Regions from separate parts of the Ovis aries genome. Here region 1 is linked to region 2. A link is a contact called in public Hi-C data. All regions are on one chromosome and are shown on one strand. The core of a region is the stretch at or near the end of the contact, and the rest is flanking DNA. Distances in the headings are between cores, read along the strand shown. Region 1 overlaps COL8A1 (collagen type VIII alpha 1 chain). Region 2 holds the start of COL8A1 (collagen type VIII alpha 1 chain).

Region 1 (5,617 bases), core at 1,275-3,774, 150 kb after region 2:
TAGAGTAAATACTAAGTGCCAACCAGAATGGGGCAGAGACAGGAGAGCTTTCTGTACTTTTTCAGTCCTTCCTTGCCACCATCCTAGGAAAGCACTGGGAGCAACATCCAGGTGGCAAAGCCCTCCCGGCCCCCTGCTTCCAGGGAGTGCCCATGCTGGCTGCGAACTGACCCTGCTGTACTTTATATTTCAACTTCCTCAGTTTTCAAAACTTCGACCGGAACTACCTCATTTGAGGGTCACCTAGTTTCTCAACTTTTCTTAAGATGCTGAGCAATGGTGAAGCATCTAGAAGAATACACAGAACTACAGAAAAGTAGACAAGGCAAGAGCTTCTAATATGGCAGCCTTCCCCAGAAAAAGCTGGAGTCCAGAGACGAGCCATTGCTTCCTCCCAATCACGCCCTCCCACACCCAGAGGCCACCCTAGGACCCACACCTAGAGGCCGCCCTAGGACCCACATCTAGAGGCTACTCCAGGACCTACATCTAGAGGCTACCCTAGGACCCACACCTAGAGGCCGCCCGAGGACCCACACCCAGAGGCTACCCTAGGACCCACACCTAGAGGCTACCCTAGGACCCACACCTAGAGGCCACCCTAGGACCCACACCCAGAGGCCGCCCTAGGACCCACACCCAGAGGCCACCCTAGGACCCACACCCAGAGGCCGCCCTAGGACCCACACCTAGAGGCCACCCTAGGACCCACACCCAGAGGCCACCCTAGGACCCACACCCAGAGGCCACCCTAGGACCTATATCTAGAGGCTACCCTAGGACCCACACCTAGAGGCTACCCTAGGACCCACACCTAGAGGCCACCCTAGGACCCACACCCAGAGGCCGCCCTAGGACCCACACCTCGAGGCTACTCCAGGACCCACACCTAGAGGCTACTCCAGGACCCACACCCAGAGGCCACCCTAGGACCCACACCTAGAGGCCACCCTAGGACCTATATCTAGAGGCTACCCTAGGACCTACATCTAGAGGCTACCCTAGGACCCACACTTCTACAAGTTCAAGACCCGGAAAAAGGTCATTCAGGAAACAAGTTATGTGCCTTTGTCTTTTTACCAAACTTGGTTTAAACTTTCTAGCTTCTGAAGCCTTAGATATTTTGGAAATGAGTATAATTTTTTTTTCATTTTACTTTATTCAACTCATTCATGTTATTTATAAAGAACAACTTCTACCACGACTACCAAATTTTAACTATACGTATGACAAGGACAGTGCTGAATTTTGTTTGTAAAATTCATTTGTAATCCCATTGGCCTATACAAGAGTTCAGGATGAAATGAAAGTGTCTGCAGTGAACAAATATTCCATGAAATTTATACTTTTTTCCTTCTAATTTTACTGAGATATAATTGACACACAGTACTGTATAAGTTTAAGGTGTAGAGCACAATGATTTGATTTACATACATCATGAAATGATTTCCGCAGAGGCTGAGTGAACATTCATCATCTCATAAAGTTACAAAAGAAAAAAAATTTTCCTTGTGATCAGAACTCTTAGGATTTACTTCTCTAATGACTTTTACACGTAACATACAGTGGTGTTAATTGCATTTATCATGTGCACTTATTTATCTCGTAATTGGAACTTTGTACTTCCATGTACGTGATATTTATATTTTACAAAATACACTATTATAGTTATTTGCTCAAGATAAATATTTTCACAATGTCCAGTGCAATGGATTACATCAGAAAAGACTTCCTCACACATGTCTCTCCCTTGCAACGGCCTGAAAATACATTATTTTACACTGTGTCATTTACTCAAACCACAGTAGTGCAGAGAAGGCAGAAAGATGCTTGTGTGAATGGTCGAGTTCTTTCCAGCCCTTCTTGGGTCACACCAGGAAGGAATTTGCCTTGCTACACATTCCCAGGCTCATACAATGGGGAAGGCTTTATTCTTGGGAAGCTCTCATCTTTGTCTACTAAAGACCTGCCTCTAAATTTTGGATCTTCCATTTTTATACATCATACTTATTCCTTCCTGAGATGCATACTTTGTATTCATTTGTCATTCCTGTGACAGGAGGCATACATCAATCCTTGCTGAGTGACTCTGGGGGACATTTTGAGCCTAAATATTGTAAAAAGTTTTTTTTTCGTTTATAGCCACTTTTTAAAGATTTCTCATTAAGCTTCCATTTTTAGTAAATCTTTGAATATGGTATTACAAAGTTATAAATCACTGTTTTGTCTGTAAATGTTATTTCTTATTTAGGTTCTTTCTTTGGTTTCTTGTCAGGTGTAGCTTATTTCATCAGAGAGATACTGGCAGGGGGCTGTTCAAACTCTTCTTGCTCCATCTCCACCTGTAAGAAGATGAGGAGAGTAAAATACTGAAAAGGGACCGGATGTGTGAGATGACATGCAAAAGGCTTAAGCATGCAGCTTCATGAAAGCATTTGTCCATGAAGTGTGGACTTGTTATTCAGGTTCACAGCTACCCGAGCATTTTAGGGCTAGAGGGGACCTTGAGACCATCTAGCCAGTGTCCCTAGTCTGCAAATGAGGAAAGGGCTGCCCACTTAGAGTAGTGACTTGCTTAAGTCAGAACCAGCATTTAGGTACTATAAATGATGTTGTCTTCACATTATGGGAAGAAAAGCTAAACAAAACAAGACAGGATTCTGCTTTAGCACTTCCCTTTCAAGGGGTTCTCTCAAGTATTTTAGAAACTCTTTGGCAGCTGACATGATCCCAGTTAGAGAAACAAAAGGAGTTAATTGCAGACTTCAAGTATGTGAGCTATTATTTTAAGAAAAATTTTCTCCAGATGTTTCCCACCTCCTTTGAGAATACAAAAGAGGAAATGAGTTTAAAGTTCAGCAAGTAAGATTCAGATTAGATGTTAGGAAATGCAGGTCTGTGAAGCCTGCAGTTGGTTATTTGGGAAGGTTGTGAAATCTCTTCTGGAGGACTTGTGGAATGTGGTGGTTGGCCATCCGCTTCAGAGGGGTTATGTGGGTGGCCTGTTTCTAGGGCAGAGGACACAACCTAATTGACATCTCAAGTTCTGTAAGTCCCGAGAAGTCACGCTCTGCCTATGGCTAGTAGGTGGGGCTGTTGGCTCCGCTTAATTATTGTAGATTCAGGATTCATCAGTGAGGCACATATTCAAGTTCAGTTTTATATATGTATCAGTCCTAAGAGGTATAATTGGGCAGATTGACTAAAACTAATGAATGCTTATTGGATTTTCTGCCCACTGCCTGTACTGGATTGATCGACTCATATCTGATGGTTTAGTTTCTTTGGGTTCCATCTCAGCATATTCACCTTGCCGTCATCAATACCTCCCAAGCTTGTGTCCCTAGTCCAGAAAGCAAAAAGTAAGGGATCTAGTCCAGGATCTTATACTATATAATAGGGAAACTCTTTATTTCAATGAAAAAGGCAGCCTTGGAATTTGGAGGACAAGATGGAAAGAAGTGGAAATATAGTTAGATCTGTACCAGTTTATTCAATATATTGATGAATCTCCTAATAATGATCAAATAAGAAATACTTTTTAAAATTTTTATTGAAATATAGTTGATTTACAATGTTGTGTTTCAAGTGTATAGCAAAGTGATTCCATTTATTTATATTTATATGTATATGATTTATATATTTATATATAATTTACATATATATAATATGTATTATATTATTTTTCAGGTTACTTTCCATTTTAGGTTATTATAAGATACTTAGTATAGCTCCCTGTACTATATAGGAGTTCCTTGTTGATTATCTACTTTATATATAGTTGCGTATGTATTTTAATTCCAAACTTCTAATTTATCCCCTCCTTTTCTTCCCCTTTGGTAAACATAAATTTGTTTTCTGTCTGAGTCTATTTCTGTTTTGTAAATAAGCTTATTTATATCACTTTTTAGTTTTCACACATAAGTGATATCATATGATGTTTGTCTCTTTTCAAGTAAGAATTTAAACTTTCTAACTTGGAATGTAACAGTCTTGATTTTCAGTAAAATAATCAACTATTAATATATGAATACAGGATGGGAGATACCATATGAAAGAGTTTAGCATTTAAAAAACCCTAGTAAATGGATGAAAGATTAGTGAAATGTATCTGAAGTATGTTCAGGGGGCTGGCATAAAGTAAGTGCTTAAAAACGTAGCTAATATTATTATAACTTGGATGTTTATTTTCTTTCTTCCCCCAACCATTCTCCAGTTCTGGTTTTCTCAAATATAGTCATTGATTTTGCCCAGTGCTAATATGGAGCAGTTCTGAACTGTTTGTCTCAGTTCAGTTCAGTTCAGTTCAGTCACTCAGTCGTGTCCGACTCTTTGCGACCCCATGAATCACAGCACACCAGGCCTCCCTGTCCATCACCAACTCCTGGAGTTCACTCAGACTCAAGTCCATCGAGTCAGTGAGGCCATCCAGCCATCTCATCCTCTGTTGTCCGCTTCTCGTCCTGCCCCCAATCCCTCCCAGCATCAGGGTCTTTTCCAATGAGTCAACTCTTCGCATGAGGTGTCCAAAGTACTGGAGTTTCAGCCTCAGCATCAGTCCTTCCAATGAACACCCAGGACTGGTCTCCTTTAGGATGTACTGGTTGGATCTCCTTGCAGTCCAAGGGACTTGCAAGAGTCTTCTCCAGCACCACAGTTCAAAAGCATCAATTCTTCGGTGCTCAGCTTTCTTCACAGTCCAACTCTCACATCCATACATGACCACTGGAAAAACCACAGCCTTGACTACACGGACCTTTGTTGGCAAAGAAATGTCTCTGCTTTTTAATATGCTATCTAGGTTGGTCATAACTTTCCTTCCAAGGAGTAAGCAACTTTTAATTTCATGGCTGCAATCATCATCTGCAGTGATTTTGGAGCCCAAAAAAATGAAGTCTGACTCTGTTTCCACTGTTTCCCTATCTATTTCCCATGAACTGATGGGACCAGATGCCTACCCTCAAAAATCCATTCCCCCCAAAGAATTAGGTTTTCTGAAGGTATCATCAGAAGAATAAGAGTTTCAAAAAGAGACTCACAGACTTAGAGAATGAACTTACGGTTGCTGGGGGAAAGAATGAAGAAAGGGATAGTTAGGGAGTTTGGGGTGAGTGCGTACATACTGCTATATTTAAAATGGATAACCAACAAGGACCTATTGCATGGATCTCTGCTCAATGTTATGTGGCAGCCTGGATGGGAGGTGAATTCAGGGGAAGAATATATATGTATGGCCAAGTTCCTTCACTATTCACCTAAAACTATCAAAACATTGTCTGTCAATAGAACAATGTTAATACATAATACAATGTGATACATAATACAATGTAATACATAATACAATGTAATACATAATAAGTTGTTAATACAGCTATCATTTCAGTTCAGTTCAGGTACTCAGTCATGTCCAACTCTTTGCAACCCCGTGGACTGCAGCACACCAGGCTTCCCTGTCCATCACCAACTCCCAGAGTTTACTCAAACTCATGTCCATCAAGTCAGTGATGCCATCCAGCCATCTCATCCTCTGTTGTCCCCTTCTCCAGCCCTCAATCTTTCCCAGCATCAGGGTCTTTTCCAATGAGTCAGTTCTTTGTATCAGGTGGCCAAAGTATTG
Region 2 (5,909 bases), core at 548-3,047:
TTTATATCTGTGGACCTTTTACAACCAATGGTTCTTAAAGGGAGGAGTTTTTTTTTTTGCTCCTCCTCCCCCGCAATTTGGGTAAGTGTAGGCACATTTTCAATTCTCATAACTCAAGAAGGAGAGTGCTACTGGCATCTGGTGGGTAGAGGCCAGAGATAGTGCTCAACATCCTATAATAGCCAGAAAAAGTTCTCACCAGAATTATCTGGACCAAGATGTCAACAGTACCCAGTTCAACATATTCGGCTCTTGGTCATCATTTTTCCTTCTCTTGGAGTCTGATAACCTCTCCCCACTCCACACACAAAGACATCAGGACTAACCTGAGGCCAGGTCAGGCATTCTATATGGTGGCCTCATGTGCAGAGTACACGTGCTCTGGAAGCTCACCAAATACGGCTCCCCTTCTTGCTAGCTTGAGCTAGTTGCTTAACCCTTTGAAATTCCTTTCTTTAAAAAAAAAAAACTACACAATATGAATCATATTTGACTCCATAAGGCTGTGGTGAAATGAATCAAGTTTCATGTGTGAATATATTACTATACATTTATATAGTTATATATCAATATTGTCAGTAAAAGTTATTTCCCCTGTTCTTTTCAGGCCCATCCATCCATCTCCCTGCCTCTTTCTTTCCCCTTGTCAGTACCCCTCACCCTCAAGGCTCAGGTTCTCTCTTTTCAAATGCTTTAATTCCTGTGGTGGCAAAAATCAAACTTGGGCTAGGAAGTGAGTCACGGCTCAGCAGCTAAAGGAGTTTGTTTTTCTTTCTCTGAATGTATTTCTTAAGAATTTCGGCCTGATCCTTCAGCCTCTTGTTGGTTGAATCCTCTTAATGTTTAAGACACACAGAGAGCTATGGCACCAAGACGTTTTCCAATTGCTAGGAATGAGAGTTTTTAAAATACCGAAAATAACCAGAGGGCAGAGAGCCCTGCAATCCTGTTACATAAGCAGATGTTGGAGGACCGAGGCTGGTTTTGAGGTTCCTTTCTCCACAAGCCAATCTCCGCTGATCCTCTCCAACCTTTGCTGGATTTACCTTAATGCTGCAGAAGTCTCCCGAGGGGCCTCTGGATGCTGCGCACTACCGGCAGCACCAGGAGAACTTGCTGGTCACAAAGCACAGTGGGGAGTGATGAGTGAAGGGCCGGCTTTCACCCGCGGGGGGTGGGAGACCAGGACGCAGGAGGGCGGCCGGATGGCAGCCGGCTGTGGCCAGCCCTTCTCCGCGCCCATCCAGAGCTCGGGATGCGCTACTCCGAGGGCCAGCTTCCCCTCCTTTCCCTTGCCTGTGAAATTCCAAATATTCCTGAACCGTTATTTAGGTTTACGAATTCACAGAAAATACCTATTGTTATTCTCCGTCACTCACAACTCGCTCCCCAACACCACTGCCATCTAAAATGTCATACAAAATGGCAAATCATCAAAATTCTGCTTTCCCTCCGTATCTTGCTTGTTTGACTGTCTCAGTCTCCTGGTCGTTTTCTCCCCAGTCTTTTCCCTGTCTGTGGACTACATCCCTTTATAAGTTTTCTCTCTTGTCTCTCTCTGTCTCTCTTTTTCTCTCCTTCTCCCTCCTCTCCCGTTTCCACTGCTTCCTCCGCTCCTCCACCCTCCTCCCTCCCCGCCCCTCCTCCCTCTCTCCGGCTCCTGGCTCTGCCCTCGCCGCCCCTCCCCAGAGAAGAGTGTCCAGCTTCCCGGGGCTGCCCGCCCGCCGCTGCTCCTCTGCCCACCTACCATGAGGAGCGGCTCCTCCCACCTGCCCATAAAAGCCAAGTGCATGTTACCAGCAGCGGATCAGAGCACTTTCCCGGTCCTCTCCTGTGGGAGCCCCCGAGCCTCTCTCCTGGATCTTACTTGCTCAAGGTAAGATAACCCTTCTGCAGGCATCTGACCTACTGGGGGTTGCTTTGGGGGAATCAGTTTCCCCTGGTCAACGTGCTTACTGTTTGGTTAGAGCTGATTCTTATGGATGCCAGATCGGCTGCTCCTTTAAACCAGCAACTGGTTTGAAAACAAACTTCTGTTTGAACGGTAAAATAAAAGTTCGTTTGGGGCAGAAACAGCAGCATAAATATTGCAAAAACCTTTTCGCCTTTTAAATCACTTTTTCCCCTGGTTGCTGGCTGTTGCCGAGGTTAAAGTGTATCTGTTTGGGGTGTTTTCCTGATCGCTTTTCATTGTAAATATTTCACGTAACAGTGGGGGCAAGGAAAACTTTGTCCCATTGTCAAAAATGTACTTTAAAAGAACACAATTAGTTTCCTAAAAATAGCACAAAGGTCTGCTAACAATTTTGCCATGTTTTCCAAACCCCCAAGACAGCTTCTGTGAGTCCTTTAAAAAATATCTTTCCAGGTTTAAGTGCTTGGAAAAAATGATGCCAACGGGTACCCTTTGCCCAGAGACCATAATCAGGTGGCTGGTAGATAGGAAAGAACAAATCCAAATTGACAAGCTACGGCACAACGTGAGAGCACAAAATTGTCTTTTCAAGACGTCCTAAAATGAGAATTGTGCTGGAATAGAAGTGTATAAAAGAACTTCATGAATTTCTATACACACACCTAAACATAAAGCATTTCAATGTGTTCCACAGTCAGAGAAAAATACAGGCCAGATTATCCAATACTTCTGTTTACACCCGAGGGTTGTAAAGAACGATCAGCTTGAAGGCTTTGGAAGTTTGATCCCTGCTTGTCACCTTCTTTTTCCTTATCTAGTAAAAATTGATCTGATTGCCAGAGAGATAGTCTTTAAGCTACCCTCATTTTTAAAGACTTCGGACTTTACAGCCTGATCTCTGAGGTCTGAGAATATGTGTCGTGCACCTGTGAAGGAAAAACGTCCTCCGCAGCTACTTCTGGAAAACCAGACACTTAGTCCATGAAGTTTGCAGTCAGAATCTGCGGGCTGTGTGGGATGAAACTCTCTCATGTGGGAGAAAAACCCTCTTCAAATATTTCCTCTGGGGAATTGCACAAGACAGCTGAGAGACGGCAAACCAAAGCTGGCAGTCAGGAAACCGAACCACTGTTTCAGCCCTCAAGGTTCTTAAAGTAGGAGAGGAAAAGGTTTCCTTTTTTTTTTTTTTTTTTTTTGGTTTGTTTATATTGTTTCTCTTGAAAAAGGAAAAGTCTCCAAAGCTGTAAAAAATTCTTCACTATTAAAGAAAATAGAATCATTAGAAGTTTAGCTAAGGGTCTTCCAAACCTTTCCCCCTTATCGTTTGCATATCAAAAGAAATAATAAAGATATTTAAAATTTCTACTTGGCATGGAGAGGATTCAATGCTATTATTCAAATGAAAAAGTTATATGTCAAACTTCCTGTCATGCGAAATTTTGCTTCATTGGAAAAAATTATTACTAGGAGTGCGGTTTCCTTTAAGAAAATGATATAAAATTACTATTGGCCATGATAATATGTGACCTGAGCATATTAAAATACCTTTTATCTCAAGCCACAGTGCAGACTGCTTGCTTCATATTTGCTGTAAGTGGCAAGAGCACAGGTGTGGGACCAGGCCAAACCAAGTGTGCGGTATGTCCAAGCTAATTCCTCTTTTATGTTAGTGCCGGATTCACGCCCATCACCACGAGGGTGAAGAGACACTGCTTCATTCACCAGATCCCCTTGAGGAAAGTTATCTTTTCTGGGAGGGAAAAAAAAAAAAACGTGCTGCCAGTGTAAAAGAGCTCCCTGTTATTCCTAAATGTGGGGATGAAAAGTGTTCCCCCAGGGTTTGCTTCTGCTTTTCCTGGCAGTTAATCCACTCTACCAGCTATGAACCATTTCACAGTAACTGCTTTCCCCATGTGCCATCACATTCAACACCCTAAATAACTAGATGAGATCATCCTAGACTGCTCATGACCTCACTTTCCCAGGGGTCTTTACCAGACACTAAAAATGACACTTTCTCCATAGTTTCCTCCTTAAGTTTATAGAAAGATCAGTAGTGGGGAGTCATGGAGTCCCCCCAGCGTCTCCCCCTTTGCACAGGATATAGAGGCATGAGGCTTGTCTATGCCATTGTATCACTGCCCCTGGGTTGGGTTGGTTCATGGCCCTACCTACCCCATCCCACTCCAGCACAATTTGAGTGACTCCTTTAATGTTTCTTATAAAAGAAAAGTGACTGCATGTTTCCCTAGAGATACACAGGACGGGAGCTCGGTTGATCTGGAGGGCCTGTTACATCTAGGGAAACACACATTTTAGATCTGCTATTCCCAAAATTATAAAACAATATTCTTCCCATGATCAGAAGGTATATCCTACCTTAATTCCATTTGTGAAACAAAAATCAAGGAGAGGGGAATGAAATGAACAGAGAATTGAGAGGGAAGCTGGGCAGAACTGCTCCTAGAAAGTGCCCTAGAAGAGTAAGACCAGAATCTCTGTAACAAATGCAACTTCTTTTTGCTCTTTTTTTATGTGGAATATGGGGAACAAAATCCATATCTGCTGTTGTTGTTTTTTTAATCAATAAGAGTATTTCTAATAATTTAAGATTCATCTCTGCTATACCCTTCTGTAACAGAAAGAACAGCCCTTCTAGAGACCAAAATGATTTCAGGTCTGCCCCACATTAAAAACCCATAGACCTTTGCCAGTTATAATTTTATAATAAAAGCTACATTCTGAATATAAAAAGCCTCAGAACACATTTTTAACTAATGGGTAGTTCATGTCAACAAATCCACCTCTCACTCTCTCAAAGAGTCCAATGTTCAGTAACTGTTTGAAAGTTATAAGTTAGAGGCAGCTGTCTACTCCTCCCTAACCATGGTCTTCAACTATGATATGGCAACCTGCAGCATGATTGACATGCGGTGGTATTTGCCAATCTCTGGTCCTCCAAGTAACCCTCTGAAAATTAGGTCTTTCTTCAGGCCCCGGCTTCCTTCTCTTCCACCAGGCCCCCGTGAACATCCATATGCATAACTCAAGGAAAGTATAGATCTCGAGACTAGAATGCCATCTTCTGAGAGTTTCATTGTTCTAGCTACTGAGTAGAATGAAAAAAAAAAAAAAGATACAGAGAGAAGAATGAGTGTCCTATGGAATTTAGAGAATCACTTTAGCATTGTGTAAAAAAGAACCCCTTACTACCCAAAGTATCTAAAAATTTAAATTAAGAAATAAAAAGGCCAGCTTACTGGTTGTTTCAAAATGCTAAGAATATAATGAAAAAGATCTTCCAATGACCTGACAGTCATTAACATCAGTTTATACCCGCAAGTACTAATTTAGAGCTCAGCTAAACTTTCCCTTTGCAGAGACCCAAGGAGTGAAGACTGGGAAAGAATAGTAACCACATTTCAGCACCAACAGAGAAGCCACTAATTAGACATTCCACTATTGACTTGGGAACTACATTTGCTGTTTGAGGAAGGCGGTTCTTATAGTCTATCTTCAAGCAAATAGATTTGCAACAAGAGGGCTAAAGGGAGTCACACACAGTCGGAATGTCTATAATCTGGGGGCCCTGTGAACACAAATCCGCAAAGCTGTTGAAATTGCAAGGAATCAAACTGAAGTGACTGAAACAAAAATGTTCCCAAAAACTGATCATAGAGCAATCTACTAAAATAATAATGAATTTTCACTTCTCAGTGTAACATAACAGCAAAAGCTATTATGGACACCTATAACTGATTATGTAAAATATTAAAACACATTGATGGTCTACCTTCAATCTCCTCTGTTAATTTTGGGCTCACTTCTACTGTCCTTCCTGGAAAATGAAAGCTGTCCTTCTCTCCTCCAGTACAGGATGTACAGATGCAGTCATGCCTCTCTGTGCTACCTCCTTTTTTTTTCTTTCAGTGAAAGAAATCTCTTTTCAATCCTTATAGATCTTATAGTTTCTGGAGTACCACTCATAGCTGTG

What was found. A called contact is a pair of places that touch in the nucleus more often than the background predicts.
Region 1: a Hi-C map of tail adipose tissue shows a contact between it and region 2, with 3 times the contacts expected there. The contact joins the enhancer-like site here to the promoter of COL8A1 in region 2. A contact is called at or near these places in 2 of 16 Hi-C or Micro-C datasets (both in tail adipose tissue).

Annotation. Positions count from the first base shown.
Region 1 is chr1:164,987,772-164,993,388 of ARS-UI_Ramb_v3.0, forward strand. All of the region lies in intron 3 of COL8A1 (collagen type VIII alpha 1 chain), which reads left to right. All of the region lies in intron 6 of FILIP1L (filamin A interacting protein 1 like), which reads right to left. Among named protein-coding and RNA genes, the nearest start is that of CMSS1, 29 kb to the right of the region's middle. Within about 2 kb of position 2,525, at least 6 of the 54 cell types and tissues checked have an H3K27ac peak or open chromatin away from gene starts, as enhancers often do. A contact at or near this core is called in tail adipose tissue, where this site is marked.
Region 2 is chr1:164,840,222-164,846,130 of ARS-UI_Ramb_v3.0, forward strand. It overlaps COL8A1 (collagen type VIII alpha 1 chain), which reads left to right and starts at 1,798. Exons shown (of 5, transcript XM_060416596.1): 1 at 1,798-1,876.